Linked DNA regions of Capsicum annuum: region 1 is linked to region 2. The links are chromatin contacts, called in public Hi-C maps. All regions are on one chromosome and are shown on one strand. Each heading gives the region's core, a stretch centred on a gene start, on an enhancer-like site or on the middle of the called end of the contact. The rest is flanking DNA. Distances are from core to core; before and after follow the strand shown.

Region 1 (7,201 bases), core at 4,680-7,179, 160 kb before region 2:
GTCTGATGCAACAGATAATAAGTTTGTTGCAACAGATAACTAGTCTGTTGCAATAGATAAATCTTCTATTGCAATAGATTACCCATCCGTTCGATTCATGTTACAGGTACTATAGAAGCATAAATATGAATCCAACATACGAGTCTTTCGTTGCAATAGATTACTCATTTGGTGCACCAGATGAGTGATCTGTTTAAATTGTGGACACTTATGTTGGATTTATGATCGGATTCTATCTATTGTTGGAAAAAACGGCAGTAACTGTGTACCCAGATGGCAAATTCGAATAAAAATCATAATTTACTTACCAAAGTCACCTATGAAGTAATGCCAAAGTGGAAAGTGATATTTGACCTAAGAAATTGATCAAATAGCAGCAGTAGCAGTAACAACAACAATGGTTAATAAAAAGAAAATGAAGATGATAATGAAGTAGAAGATGATGATAATGAAACAGAAGATGATGAATAAAGCAGCAGCAACAATGAACAATAATAATAGTTAAAAAGAGATGAGAGAAACACACCTTTTTCCTTCCGTTTTTTATTATATTAACTAACATTTGAATTAAAGTGTAAATTAAAAAAATTATAAGTTATTTTCAAATTTCCACAACTTTTTTAATTCATAATAAATTAATTATCATCTTCACTCAATTATTAAAATTTGTATCAACTACACTTCATCACCTACAACCAAAAAAAACAAAAAAAACAAAAAAACGTGGCACTTGCGCTCGAATGTCTTTCTCTTTTTATGGTGTTTTGATCTCTTCTCTTGTGCTAGAAGAAGACCAAATCGAAGATTTAATTTTTGCGTGTCGATAATTTTTTTTAGTAAAATTGTTTTATATTACAATCTTTAATTTTTTATATCATTTTTTTGCTTTCTAGTTGATATTTTTTGGATTTCACTTGGGATATTTTAATTTTAATGGAAGAAGAAGACTGAAAAAACATGGAAGAAGAAGACCCCAAGTCATCTACAAAGCTTAACATTTTCTTTATCTTCAACTTTAGTTTCTCGCACTGTTGCTACAATTTTAAGGTATTTTCTTCTTCTTTTTTCAAATTTTTCTCATCTTAAATTTTTCCTTCAGTGTTTTTCTTGATTTGATTTAATGGATTTGTGAAGTTTTATATTTTTCCTTGCAGTTCATCTTCATATCAAGTCCCTTTTTCTTGAAATTGAAAAAATATAAATGCTTTTAATAAGTAATTTATCAAAACAGTTTTTGTTCTTATGTTCAATAATCAACAAGTCAAAATGTTAATATTTGTAAATCTAGTTCACTAACAAGATGAGAGAAAATTTTGTTTTGAAGAGAAACTGAGGTTGGAGAGGGCTAAGAGGTAAGGGTTGACGGCAAATTAATTAAATAGGTTTGGCAATAGATTATCTAAAAAATGAATTGAGCTAGGGACTAAGTTTTATGTATAGTTGGTAATGTTTTCTGGGTTAATATTTTTTGGGATTTTTTTTAATTTTAATGAAACAAGAATACTGAAAAAATATGAAAGAAGAAGACTCAATTCGATGCTATGGTTCCTTCTTTCCGAGGTGTATTTATCCAATTTTTTGGTCAAACGGTGAAAATAGAAATTCAAAATATTCTTACTGTCTAATGCATGTATGCTCTCTTTAGATGTCTCTTGATTTCGTTATCAGTTTCTTGTAGGTTTTCAAAATTGAAGCTACATATGTTGGGGTTTTACCATGATTTTGAATTAGAAAAAAAAAAAAAAAGCTAACCTTTTATGTTAATTTTTAGGGGTTTTTTCTCTGATTGTTTTAAATAATTGAGATTTGAAATTGATCTAATGATTTTGTAGAAGGAAATCCTTAACACACCCATGACAAATCTCAAGATGAAGAAAAGGGGTACTATGATTTTTGACCTTGTAGAAACAAATGGGCCACTAAATATTTTTTTGTGAAAGAATTGTGTCATTTAGATGTTTATATTGTTTATCTTACTAAATAGTAGAGACTCTGCTTAGTTATATTTGGTATTTTTTTTGATTTTCTTGCCGTTTTAAGGCTATTATGTGCGTTGGGAGATTGTTGTATGTTAGAAAGCTTCAATCATGGATTTATAGTCTCCTTAGGTATTTTATTCAAATTTTTCTTGTTTATTTATGGCTACATATTTATAAGATTGTATCCCTATTTTTTAGTTCTTGCGGTAGCTCCAATCATGGAGATGCTTTTACGTGCAATTTTCGTACGTTCTTTTTATCTGTTTTATGGATTGTGTCTGTTTAAGTATTTCCATGTAGTTTTGTTTATATTGGTACTGATTTGGAGTTTACTTTGGTACCTTATGGCTATTTAACATAGGATCTCTTTTAGTTTTCAGCTATATTCCTCAGATTCTTTGGAAATACTAATGGTCTTGTTATTTCCCTTTGTACTTGAAATTATTTCACTTGAGCTGATGGTCTTTTAAAAATAGATTTTCTAGCTCCACTAGGTAGTCGTAAGGTCTATGTATACTCTAACCTCCCCAGACCTCACTTGTGGGATTTCTGTGGGTATGTGGTGTTGTTGTTGGGGTCTTGTTATTATTTTGTTAAAGTTGGTTTGACCAACTAAAACCCCTATGACTTGCATATGGTATAGGGAAATGTAGGGTCTACTATTTTTGATTTTGATGTTTTGGTTATTTGGTGAGTGAATTTAATGGTGGAAATTTGCATTTTGGGACATTATTGGTGGTGTTATTGGACTTCAATAATTTTTCTGGTTGATATTGTTGTTGCTTATTCTTTTATCATAGGTTTATATGCTCTCTTATTTCACTTACATAATGGTTTAGTGGAGATTGCAATTGTGTTGAAGATTTTGCGAATTTTATTTTGTGGGATTCTTGAAATGATTGTGCAATCCCCAGTTTTTTCTACTTGGTGGGGTTTGTCTACTTTATTGGCCCATTCTGACTTCTTAGCTTGACAAAATGTTGTATTTCTCTTTTTTAGTTCAGCATTATATGTAAGTCTTATCATGCTGTCGTACTGGTTTATCATTGAAGGGAAACTAGTAGGAGATAGAGTCTGCCATTTGTTTGGTGCTGCTATTTTTAGTTGAGTTAGCTACGGGAAACTTGGATTTGGATGCTCTTTTGGAGCTTAAGAAGGGAGTATTGAAAGACCCTTCTCGGAAAGTCCTTTCTTCATAGGATCAAGTCATTGGAACCAAATGGTTGCTCCCAAAATTGGTACGGTGTCGATTACGGCGATGTCCATGTCATTTCAATTGAACTAAATGATGTAGGTTTAGTTAGACTTTTGGATTTTGCAGTTATTAGTTGCAAACAATCAGTTAAGTAGGAATATTACTGAGGAAGTTGGGTTGATATGTCATTCTCTATTCTCCATGATTTCTAATGAGAGGTCCAATTAAGACTTTGTGAAATCTTCTAAAATATTAATGGATCTATCAGTGTTACATAAATTGTGATAAATGAAGTATTTCTTCTGCAATACAAAATTAGGAGTTTCCTGTCACTGAATCTGTTTGATATGTCTACACCTTAGTGATAATATACACTTTTTGATAATGTAATGTGGGAACAATAAGTGAGAGATGGTTATAACAAACTTTACCAGTCATGTTCTAATGCAACTGAAACAAAAGAGGAAAGATTTCACCAGACTACGATTTTTCGCTCCTCTGTTTATTTGTTCTTTTATTTCTCTAGAAATTCAGTAAAAAACACTAATATTTCTCTATCTTATGCAATAGGTCTCGGTCTTATGGTTACATATATCAACCTGAGAATACATCACATTTGTTATTTATTACATAATTATCTTGTAAAGCATAGATCCTTGACGAATTCCATCAAGTAAATGGTGTATTTTGTATATTTATGTATTGCAACTAATAACTGTGCGTATATACTCAACACAATCTCCATGTTGGGACCGTGCTGACATAGACCTTACCCCTTAGTCACTATTATATATGACATCAATTAGTATGCTATATATGCCATTGCACATTTACTTGTCTAACTTACCGATTCAGATTTTTTTTAATTAAAATTTATCTTTCCTTAAATAAAAGGAATTATATATAATTGGAAAGTTCTATATGAATTGGGTTGAAATTTTATAAACTGTTCTTTTCTATGATGGTAATAAATTATGGAAAGATTTTACATGTTTATATTACTACAATCAAAATGGGTTATAAATATTTACGTGAAAGGCTATCCGTTTTCCTCTTGTTTGTTGATATAAATATGAACATAGTGATGAAATTGCATCTCATAGTAAACTAAATATTTACAAAAAAAATACGTAAGTTGGCATGAGCAGTTGACCAATTGTAATGCAAGAAAATAATTGAGAATTCATGTGATTATACATTGAAGAAATAAAAGATTCTTCACGAATTCTCTTATGTTACTTGTTCTCATGATTAAGTATATCGGCTTAGGTTGGAGTTGTATCCCTAAATTTTTAAAATGTATAACAAGGTTTATATGGGCTTGTCCATGTGGACCATTTACTATGAAATGAGATGCATCTATGATTGGTGGTCACATGTTCTTTGCTATCAACTTGCAATTTTGGAAACTAGCTTTTTCATTAATTACCAAGTGAAAAAATTACAAATCCATAATAGTCCCACCACAATTCTGCTATCCTAGAATAAAAACACAAAAACCATATAGGAAGCAAAAAGAATACTACTACCTAAAAGGGCATTTTTCTATAGTCTAGTACTAATTGCAGGTGGAGCTTTAACACAACATGTGTAGGTTGTGTCCTTTGCTAGTTGCTACCAAATTCTACTCTTGTTCTCAAATGTTCTCATGTTCCTCTATATCCAAACTACATGGACAAATTTAGTGTACACCATCTTGAAAGTATGAGCTGGCTTTTATTTACCCTTAGAACTCTTGATCACCCATGCACTATGATCCTCTCAGTTGGTAGCATCAGCCAACTTCTATTCATCCACTACAGGAGCCTATGACATAACTTTAATACTAGTAAAATAAATAAATTAGATGACTCTCGGCGCATGTCAGCCTAACGTACACTTGTGGTGTTTGCCATGGCTAGAGCACGCGAAAGAGGTCGTAGAAGAGGACGAGGGTGAGGATGACCTAGAACAATTTTGATTACGACTATTGGGAGCTCAGTGTGAGATCGAGTACAATCTAGAGATATGAGCAATCAAACTCCTATGGATACACTCGATGGAACAAGTGACAAGACAGAGATGCAAGACGAAAAAGGGATTTTAAGGCAAAGTGGAGTTTTTAAACGATTCATGTTAACCACCTCCCCTCTAATGAAATGTGGATCAAGTTTAGTAAACCCTGGTCTAGTGGTACCAGCTAATGAAACAGTACTATCAGGGTCGAGATTTGGAGCTACAGTAAATAATAGAATAGTAAATCCTAAAACTGATTCTCTAAAATCAACCAATGAGCAAGAGGAAAGGGCTGTAGCTCCTTGGACAAGTCTATTCACTAATAATAGAGCAGATACCCATGGTATGTCACTAATATAATCATCTCTTATCTAGTGGAAGGTCAGGCAGTGGTAAAACTTGAAAAAAAAGAGGTGGATAGAAAGGTTGCTAAGTGGCATTGTTCTCTCATAGCTTATTTTGAAGGGGGGGACACTAGGGCATAATGCTTTTTCAGATATATTGGGAAATATTGGGCAAATGTTACTAGCCCAAAATTGTACTACAATGGATAAGGGTACTATGTTATAAGTTTTGATTCTAAGGAGGACATCAAGGAGGTACTCTATTCTACACCTTCTATATAATAGCAAGCCTATTATCTGAAGCCCTGGTCAAGAAATTCTAATTTCAATACTGAATATCCTACAGAAATCCTACTGTGGGTTAAATTTCCAAAGCTTCCCATGTTTTGTTGGGTAGGGACTCTTTGAAGCAGGATAAATAGCGTCACTGGTGTACCTGTATATGCAGATGAGTGCACAGTTAAGCAGACCTGAATCTCGTTTACTAGAATGCTTATTAAGGTCAATGTGACTTAGGATTTAGAAAGTGAAGTGGTAGTGGTGGAGCCAAATGGTAGTAATTTTAAGCAACCAGTTGTGTATGATTGGAGACCTAAGTTGTGCTCTATAGGTAAAGTGATTGGTCATAGTTGTTTTACCAAATATAAAGGATCCTGGAAAGGTGAGATTGCCTTATAAGAGAGTAGTCCAAGAGTGGCATTATAAAGGGAAAGTTACTGCAATACCACAAGCTAAACCAATAAAAACAGAAAGTGATCAGGAAAAGGGTGATTCCAGTGAAGTGCAGAAGAGCCAGCAAAGAAGTAGCTCTGATCAAAAAGTGTTAAGCAACAATAAAAAGAGATCTGGTTCACCTCAAAGTCCTTAGGTCAGGGAAGTAAATAGCCCAAAATTTAATTTGAATAACTTTCCACGGCTGAGATCAGCACCTGCTAAGTGTAGTCAAGGTGGAAAATAAAATTGGACTAGTGGTATGAGTATTCCTCCTGATAAGGGAGCGTCATCAAAATCCATATATTAAAGGAATAATTAAGATCTATAAACAAAAGATCTCAAAAATTATGCTAGATCTAAACAAATAGAGTTTGTTAGATCAGTAGAAACAAGAGTCGAGCCGCATAGAGCAGACAAGGTGGCTACAACTATATTTAATAGGTGGGGCTATATCAACAATTACCAACATGTTACCAGCATGATGAGAAGTAAGATCTGAATTTGCTAGGATCCAATAGTGTGCACAGTTCACATTATCATTTCAGCATCTCAAGTACTACATTGCCAAGTTAATATCCTATAGGGACTTTATTAGTCTACTGAAAGTGGTACATGGATTTAATACAGTGGAGACCTCCTTTGTAGGATAGGCTGAGGGACGGGTAGGAACTTTTTGGGAATAGTGATTAACCTTTCTAAGTGCTTTAATACACTACATTATACATTTAAAACCAATCTTCAACAACCAAATTACACTTTTTCCATCCACCCATATCTTTTATTTTGCCCTATAAGCATTTTCACAAACACATGGTGGAAGTATTGTTTATTACCGCATGAATCAATTTTTTTTTTCACAAACATGGTAATATTTCTAGCATAATGTCTACCATACCCATCCACTGCACATCAATTATCAACACCAATAACTATAATCTTGGGACATTTAATTCACTTTTTTTCTTTTATTTTTC
Region 2 (6,841 bases), core at 3,243-5,742:
GATCACTACACACCTTTGTGTAGAAAAGCTACACTACTTATTCAACATCAATATGTTAAAGTAGTCCATATAAGTGCCCCATAATAGATAAAAGAAAATCACAATATTCTTTATTTTACTAACTATATGAAGTACACAAACACAGAGACGTTTATGTACAAAACAGGAATTCATGAAAACTTTAATTTAAAGAAAGAAAACAACTTTCTCCAAGTCTCTCTCTAACATACACTTTGTAACGTTCAACTTAACGTTTCCACCTCAACTGACAGGCGGACTCTGACGCCGGTGATGGCGTAGATGAGTCGGAAGCAGATAAGATCTACCTCTCTCTCCCTCTCTTTCTCTCTCTCCCCTCAGATCGCTCTCCCCAGTTCCTCGTTATCATCTTCCCCACCCTTTCCATTTCTTTTCCCGTCGCGACTATCACCGGTGGGTTTAGGTTTCCTGTCGGCTCGACTCGGGTGATGGGGGAGGTATCCATAAGCGGCCAAACAGGTAGATCAGACGAGTTGGTTCGACGTCCGTCGACGTCTAGATCCCGGCAAGTCCCTGAAGACGCTCCGGCGAAACTCCGGTGACACTCCATCAGCGTAACCAGCGGCCCCATTCCAGTCGACCTTCTGGCAACCAATTTTCAACATCAAAATTGACAGACTAGCAGCACGCAGGCATACCGGTGACATCTAAACTTTGATTATTTCGTTACTCCATATTTTGGCACTTCATATAGTTTGACTGTTTTATACTATTTTGTTCCCTGTCTCGTTTTTCTACGTTCGTTACTTGCTGCTAGTGAGCATAGTTGTGACTGGCTTCTTTGCTTAGTGGTGGATATTGTTTGTATTGTCTATACCTGTTTTGACCTTTTCTTGATTATTTCATATACTGTACATGTGCCTTTTATCTCCCGCTGTTACTTTATTATTGTTATTGTGGGAATTTTCCTGGACCTGTGGTTGTGGACATTGATGGTAGATAGGGTCATGTTTGAGGGGGTTGGGGCAGGGGGCTATGCTAGGGGTGGGGAGGAGGAAAGGGTGAGTGTGGAAGTGGGGGCTAGGTCTGGCGTTAGGGGAGGTAGAGGAAGACGTGGTGCTAGAGTGGATAGGCTGCGGGTTGGGTCTTGGAATATAGGTACTCTTCAGGGTAAGTCTATTGAGCTGGTGAAGATTTTTAAAAAGAGGAAGATCAATATTGCGTGTGTGCAAGAGACTAAGTGGGTAGGTTCTAAAGCTAGGGATGTAGACGGTTACAAGCTTTGGTACTCTGGTAGCGTGAGGCGAAGGAATAGAGTTGGCATCTTAGTAGATGAGGAGCTTAGAGGGCAGGTAGTGGAGGTTAAGAGGATCAGAGATAGGTTGATGACTATTAAGTTAGTCATTGGGGGGTCTACCCTGAACGTGTGTAGTGTTTACGCGCCTCAAGTGCGCTTGGATAGGGATGAGAAGACGCGGTTTTGGGAGGCTTTGGATGAGGTGGCGAGAGGAGTGCCTAGTTCTGAGAAGATTGTTGTAGCAAGGGATTTCAATAGGCACATCGGGGCATTACCGGGAGGCTTTAGCGATGTGCATGGTGGTTTTGGTTTTGGGAAGAGAAATGAAGAGGGAGCTGCTCTGTTGGACTTTGCGAGGTCCTTTGGGTTGGTAGTGGTGAATTCGACCTTTCCGAAGAAGCACGATCATCTGATCACCTTTCGAAGCACAATGGCCAAGACCCAAATTGACTTTTTGATGCTTAGGAAAGGGGATAGGGTGTTGTGTAAGGACTGTAAAGTCATCTCGAGTGAGAATCTTTCGACCCAGCATAGGCTCTTGGTGATGGACTTATGTATTAAGAAAGACAAGAAGAGAAGGGGTGAGGAGGGTAGACCTAGAATTAAGTGGGGCAGTTTAACACCGGTGAATGCGCGGGAGATAGTGGAGAAGGTGAAAGGTATGTGGGGTGGGAGTGTAAGGGGGACGTGGATGGTATGTGGGATACAGTGGCTAGGTGCATCAAGGAGACTACTAATGAGGTGTTGGGTATGTCCAGGGGCCGGGCCGGTCATTGTCGGGGGGATTGGTAGTGGAATGAAGAAGTTAAGAAGAAAGTGGAGACTAAGAAGGAGACGTATGCTAAGTTGGGTGAGAGTAAGGATGAAGATGAGAAGCTGGCTAATAGGGAGGAATACAAGATAGCTAGGAAAGAAGCTAAGTTGGCAGTTATGGCGGCTAAGACGACAGCGTTCGAGAGATTGTATGCGGGGTTAGAAGAGAAAAGAGAGGAAAAGAGATTGTTTAGGCTTGCAAAGGCTAGGGAGAGGAAGGGTCGTGACCTCAACCAGGTGAAGTGTATTAAGGGGGAGGATGGTAGAGTGTTGGTGGAGGATGACCACATTAAGAAGAGATGGTAGTCGTACTTTAATAGGTTATTAAATGATGAAGGGGATAGAGATATTGTGTTAGGGGAGCTGGAGCACTCAGAGGACTGTCGTGATTTCAGTTATTGTAGACGTTTTAAGGTAGAAGAGGTTAAAGAAGTTGTTCGCAGGATGCGTAGGGGTAGGGCGACGTGGCCTAATGAGATTCCTGTGGACTTTTGGAAGTTTTCTGACGAAGCGGGCTTTAGGTGGTTGACTGACTTGTTTAACGACATTTTTAAGTCGGGAAAAATGCCCGAAGCTTGGAGATGAAGTACAATGATCCCTCTTTATAAGAACAAGGGTGACATTTAAAGCTGCAATAATTATAGGGGTATTGAGTTATTGAGCCACACTATGAAAATTTGGGAGAGAGTGGTCGAGTTGAGATTGAGAAGGATAGTGTCTATCTCGGAGAACCAGTTTGGATTTATACCCGGGCGCTCAACGATGGAGGTGATTCACCTAGTGCGGAGACTGGTGGAGTAGTATAGGGAAAGGAAGAAAGATCGGGACATGATGTTTATTGACTTAGAGAAGGCGTACGACAAAGTCCCTATGGAGGTTCTTTGGAGATGCTTGGAGGTGAGCAAGGTTCCCATGGCGTATATCAGAGTAATCAAGGACATGTATGATGGAGCCAAGACTCAGGTGAGGACGACGGGAGGAGACTCAAAGCATTTCCCTGTCGTTACAGGCCTCAAAGCATTTCCCTATCGTTACAGGGTTGCACCAAGGATCTACCCTTAGCCCGTTCTTGTTTGCTTTGGTGATGGATGTGTTGACGCGACGTATTCAAGGAGAGATGCCTTGGTGCATGCTTTTTGCAGATGATGTAGTTTTGATTGACGAGGGGGGGTGAATGATAAATTAGAGGTGTGGAGATAGACCTTTGAGTCTAAAGGGTTCAGGTTGAGCAGGAGCAAGACAGAATATTTGGAATGCAAGTTTAATGACTTGAGGCAGGAAGACGAGGTGGTAGTAAAGTTGGATTTCCATGCAGTGTGTAAGAGGGATAGTTTCAAGTATCTTGGATCCATGATTCAGGGGAATGAAGAGATTGACAAGGATGTCTCCCACCGGATTGGGGCGAGATGGATGAAGTGGAAGCTCGCCTCGGGGGTGTTGTTTGATAGAAAGGTACCGCCTAAGCTTAAAGGCAAATTCTATATGGTGGCAGTCCGTCCGGCCATGTTGTATGTAGCGGAATGTTGGCCAGTCAAGAACTCTCACATTCAAAAATTGAAGGTGGCGGAAATGCGGATGTGTGGGCTTACTAAGGGTGACAGAGTTCGAAATGAGACTATTCGAGAAAAGGTTTGAGTGGCTTCGGTGGAGAACAAGATGCGAGAAGCCCGTTTGAGATGGTTCGAACATGTAAAGAGAAGGGCCACAAATGCCCCAATTCGAGGTGCGAGAAGCTTGCTTTGGATGGTTTCAGGCGGGGTAGGGGTAGGCCGAAGAAATACTGGAGAAAGGTTATCAGGCGGTACATGAAGCAGTTACAACTCACAGAGGACATGACCCTAGATAGGAAGATCTGGAGGGCACGGATTAGGATAGAAGGCTAGTGCCTTTTTGGGTTGCTGGGGTAGGGCATTACTTGGTAGGGTATTATTCTTGTTATGACACCTTGTTGCATGCTTTATTACGAGTTTGTTTACTGCTCTTTGATTATTATTCCTTGTGGGTGGCGTGGGTATGTACTGTCATCTTGTTCCATGCTTTATTAAGGATTTGTGTATTATTCTGTGTCTTGAGCCGGGGGTCTATCGAAAACAGCCTTTCTACTTCTCCGAAGGTAGTGGTATGGACTGCGTACATCTTACCCCCAGACCTCACTATGTGGGAATATAATGGGTTTTTTGTTGTTGTTTAATTTAAAGCAAAATGAAGCAGATTTTACCATCTTTAGAAAAAAAAAAAAAAAAAGCTCAACACTATCAAGCATGTCCTTTGTTCAAGCACATGAGATTCACACTATCAGTTAGCATCACTGGATTGATTCTGAAGTGTAGAAATTACCATTTAGAACGGATTTCATACAAAATAGAATAGAGTAGAGGATACATACATTGGCAATAAACTGAATATTTTAGGATGATATGTGATTCTCATCCAAATAAGCTTTATTTATCCAATTCATTGTGTTGCTAAGAAGTTGTGTACCCATAAAGGATAAAGCTCTAAAATACCGAATAGCTCTTTTCTTACGAGTACTCTAAGCTACATAAGTTACACAATAGCATTAGCTGGACACCTATGGCTAAAATTTTTGTGGATGAAATGGTTATACATTAAGATAATGAAAAGAACAGTTACTATAACTTTGAGGAGATATTCAAGATAGCAACACACAGACAAATGAGGAGATATTCAAGATAGCAACACACAGACAAATGATTTTCGTTCAGTTTTGGACCCAGCAGAATAGAAAATATATTCTTTCAGACTTTAGTAGCAAGAAATCTGACATGTCGCTGGAAGGTTACCTCCAAAGCCCCAATCACAAAGGAATTACCAAATTATGATCATAATTAAAACAAATCCAGGCCAGATTAACACTACAATTGCAAATCAACAGTAGAAGTTCTTATTTTTTTTTAACTTCATCTATAACTTGAAAAATATAGTAGTCGTTGATTGAGGCATAATTGTTGTAATAGTTGTTGCTAGAATTTGAAAAGCACAAAAGAAACTATTCACTTGGTTTAACCCAAAGATGAGGATTTAAAACATCCATAAAAGAGAAACAGAGCTTCACAAGAACATATATATTTTTCTTCTTAATAAGGTACGTAAACTCAAAAACATACATATGAACTACGAAGTCTCAAAAAAGTAATAGTTATAAAGCAGAAGAATTTCACAGGGAGGACACATAGTAACTTGACACTTCAAGGCAAACAAGACATGTAATTTATAATTGTTTTTGCTACAGAGATAGTAAACAATGACATACCTAGTGTAATCCCACAAATTTCACAAGTGGGTCTTGGGAGGGTTACGGTTAGCAAACAAAAATTACATAAAGAGGTAATCATCAAATTTTTTTTATTGGTGAGATAAAGGATGACAAAATAGCTATAGCTCTAACACCTTCAAGTTAACAGTTAAATTTCAGTACTTGCATTCAGTATCTAACTTGATGTGAAACCATTTTAAATCCATATTTTCTTTAGGTTTGATGGGTCTGGAGAAAAATGAATATAGGCAAACATCATGTAGAGTGAGACAACTTTTCTGGACCTGTGATTAACCTTTTTCAAGATGTAGAGAAAATAGTGAAATGTTTCTCCAAAAGCATTCCACTCAACAGACCAGGTAAGCTCAGGATGATTAAAGAATGACACCTGCTGAAATGTGGATGGTCAATAAAAGCAAAATGCAATTTAGAAGCATATAGCAACAGAATTAGGAAGAACCAGGCTGTGAGAAAAGGTATGAATTAAAAGAGATAAGTTTTTGGTTACATCATGCTGTTCTTACTATTTACAAATAAAAAATAAACCTAAAGTTGCTCTTACTACCTGGCCAAACGTGATAGAGATAATTATGCCCTCAGTTTTCAGAACTCTATGAATCTCATGAAGCATTTTTTTCACTTTCCCCAGTATCGAAAGGTGGGGATTCCAGGGGTCACTACTGTCCACGAACAACACATCCTTCAAGGTCAAACAACATACATTTTCAGTAAGGAAGTTCGGAAACCTACATATAAGAGCTTGTAGGAATTTTGTCAAACACATAGAAGGCGAAGGGTCATGAAAAAATATAAATACTACACCATAGTGCGATATTATGATAACTACGACGAAACTATCCCATCGAAAAATCATTAGAAGATCAGCAAGTGCATATCCAAAAAGAAATTACAAAATCATTCATTATGTACCCACCAAATCTAAAAAAGAAACAATCAGAAAATTAGGACTAAGATGAAGCGTAAACATATCTCAACTCCTTAATAATACCAAAACACACAGCAACATCCACCACAACGACCTGTGTTTACAAAGAACAATTGAAGAGACGGCGGAGAAAAGAGAAAACATCAAAAATGAAACTTACCAAATAACTATACAAAGATCCTTACTTGTGAGAGAGTACTTCTAATGTACTTATTAGAGAGTTTCTCCATTGTTGATCTATGGAGAAAAGTAAAATAGCATATTTGTTGTTTGTGCAGAATGAATATGAGGAAGATGATGATTCTAGAGTCACAGACATAGGATATTTGCTAGTGTGAATTTACCGCATTACCCTTGATAATCCTAATTCATCTTTCTATACAGTAGTAACTAGATAGTTATGCTCGTACTATGCACGGGACCAAACTCCATGCTCCATATAAAAATAATAATATTCAAATTATTTTCCCGTACAAATTACAAGAAGGCATAATGTTGTTATTCTCTTTTGGTTTACCATAATATCGCA

What was found. Hi-C and Micro-C count contacts between places; a contact is called where the count stands out from the background.
Region 1: a contact with region 2 is called in a Hi-C map of leaf, with 2.2 times the contacts expected there. The contact joins two enhancer-like sites. A contact is called at or near these places in 3 of 5 Hi-C or Micro-C datasets (bud, leaf and placenta).

The regions. Positions count from the first base shown.
Region 1 is chr9:154,429,184-154,436,384 of UCD10Xv1.1, reverse strand. It overlaps LOC107856882 (a long non-coding RNA gene), which reads left to right and starts at 711. Exons shown (of 2, transcript XR_007045085.1): 1 at 711-1,047; 2 at 3,032-3,657. Within about 2 kb of position 5,929, at least 4 of the 5 cell types and tissues checked have an H3K27ac peak or open chromatin away from gene starts, as enhancers often do. A contact at or near this core is called in leaf, where this site is marked.
Region 2 is chr9:154,272,637-154,279,477 of UCD10Xv1.1, reverse strand. It overlaps LOC107853524 (nicotianamine aminotransferase 1), which reads right to left. Exons shown (of 13, transcript XM_047396316.1): 12 at 5,932-6,066; 13 at 5,266-5,754. The coding sequence ends at 6,044. Among protein-coding and RNA genes, the nearest start is that of LOC107853524, 13 kb to the right of the region's middle. Within about 2 kb of position 4,492, at least 1 of the 5 cell types and tissues checked has an H3K27ac peak or open chromatin away from gene starts, as enhancers often do. A contact at or near this core is called in leaf, where this site is marked.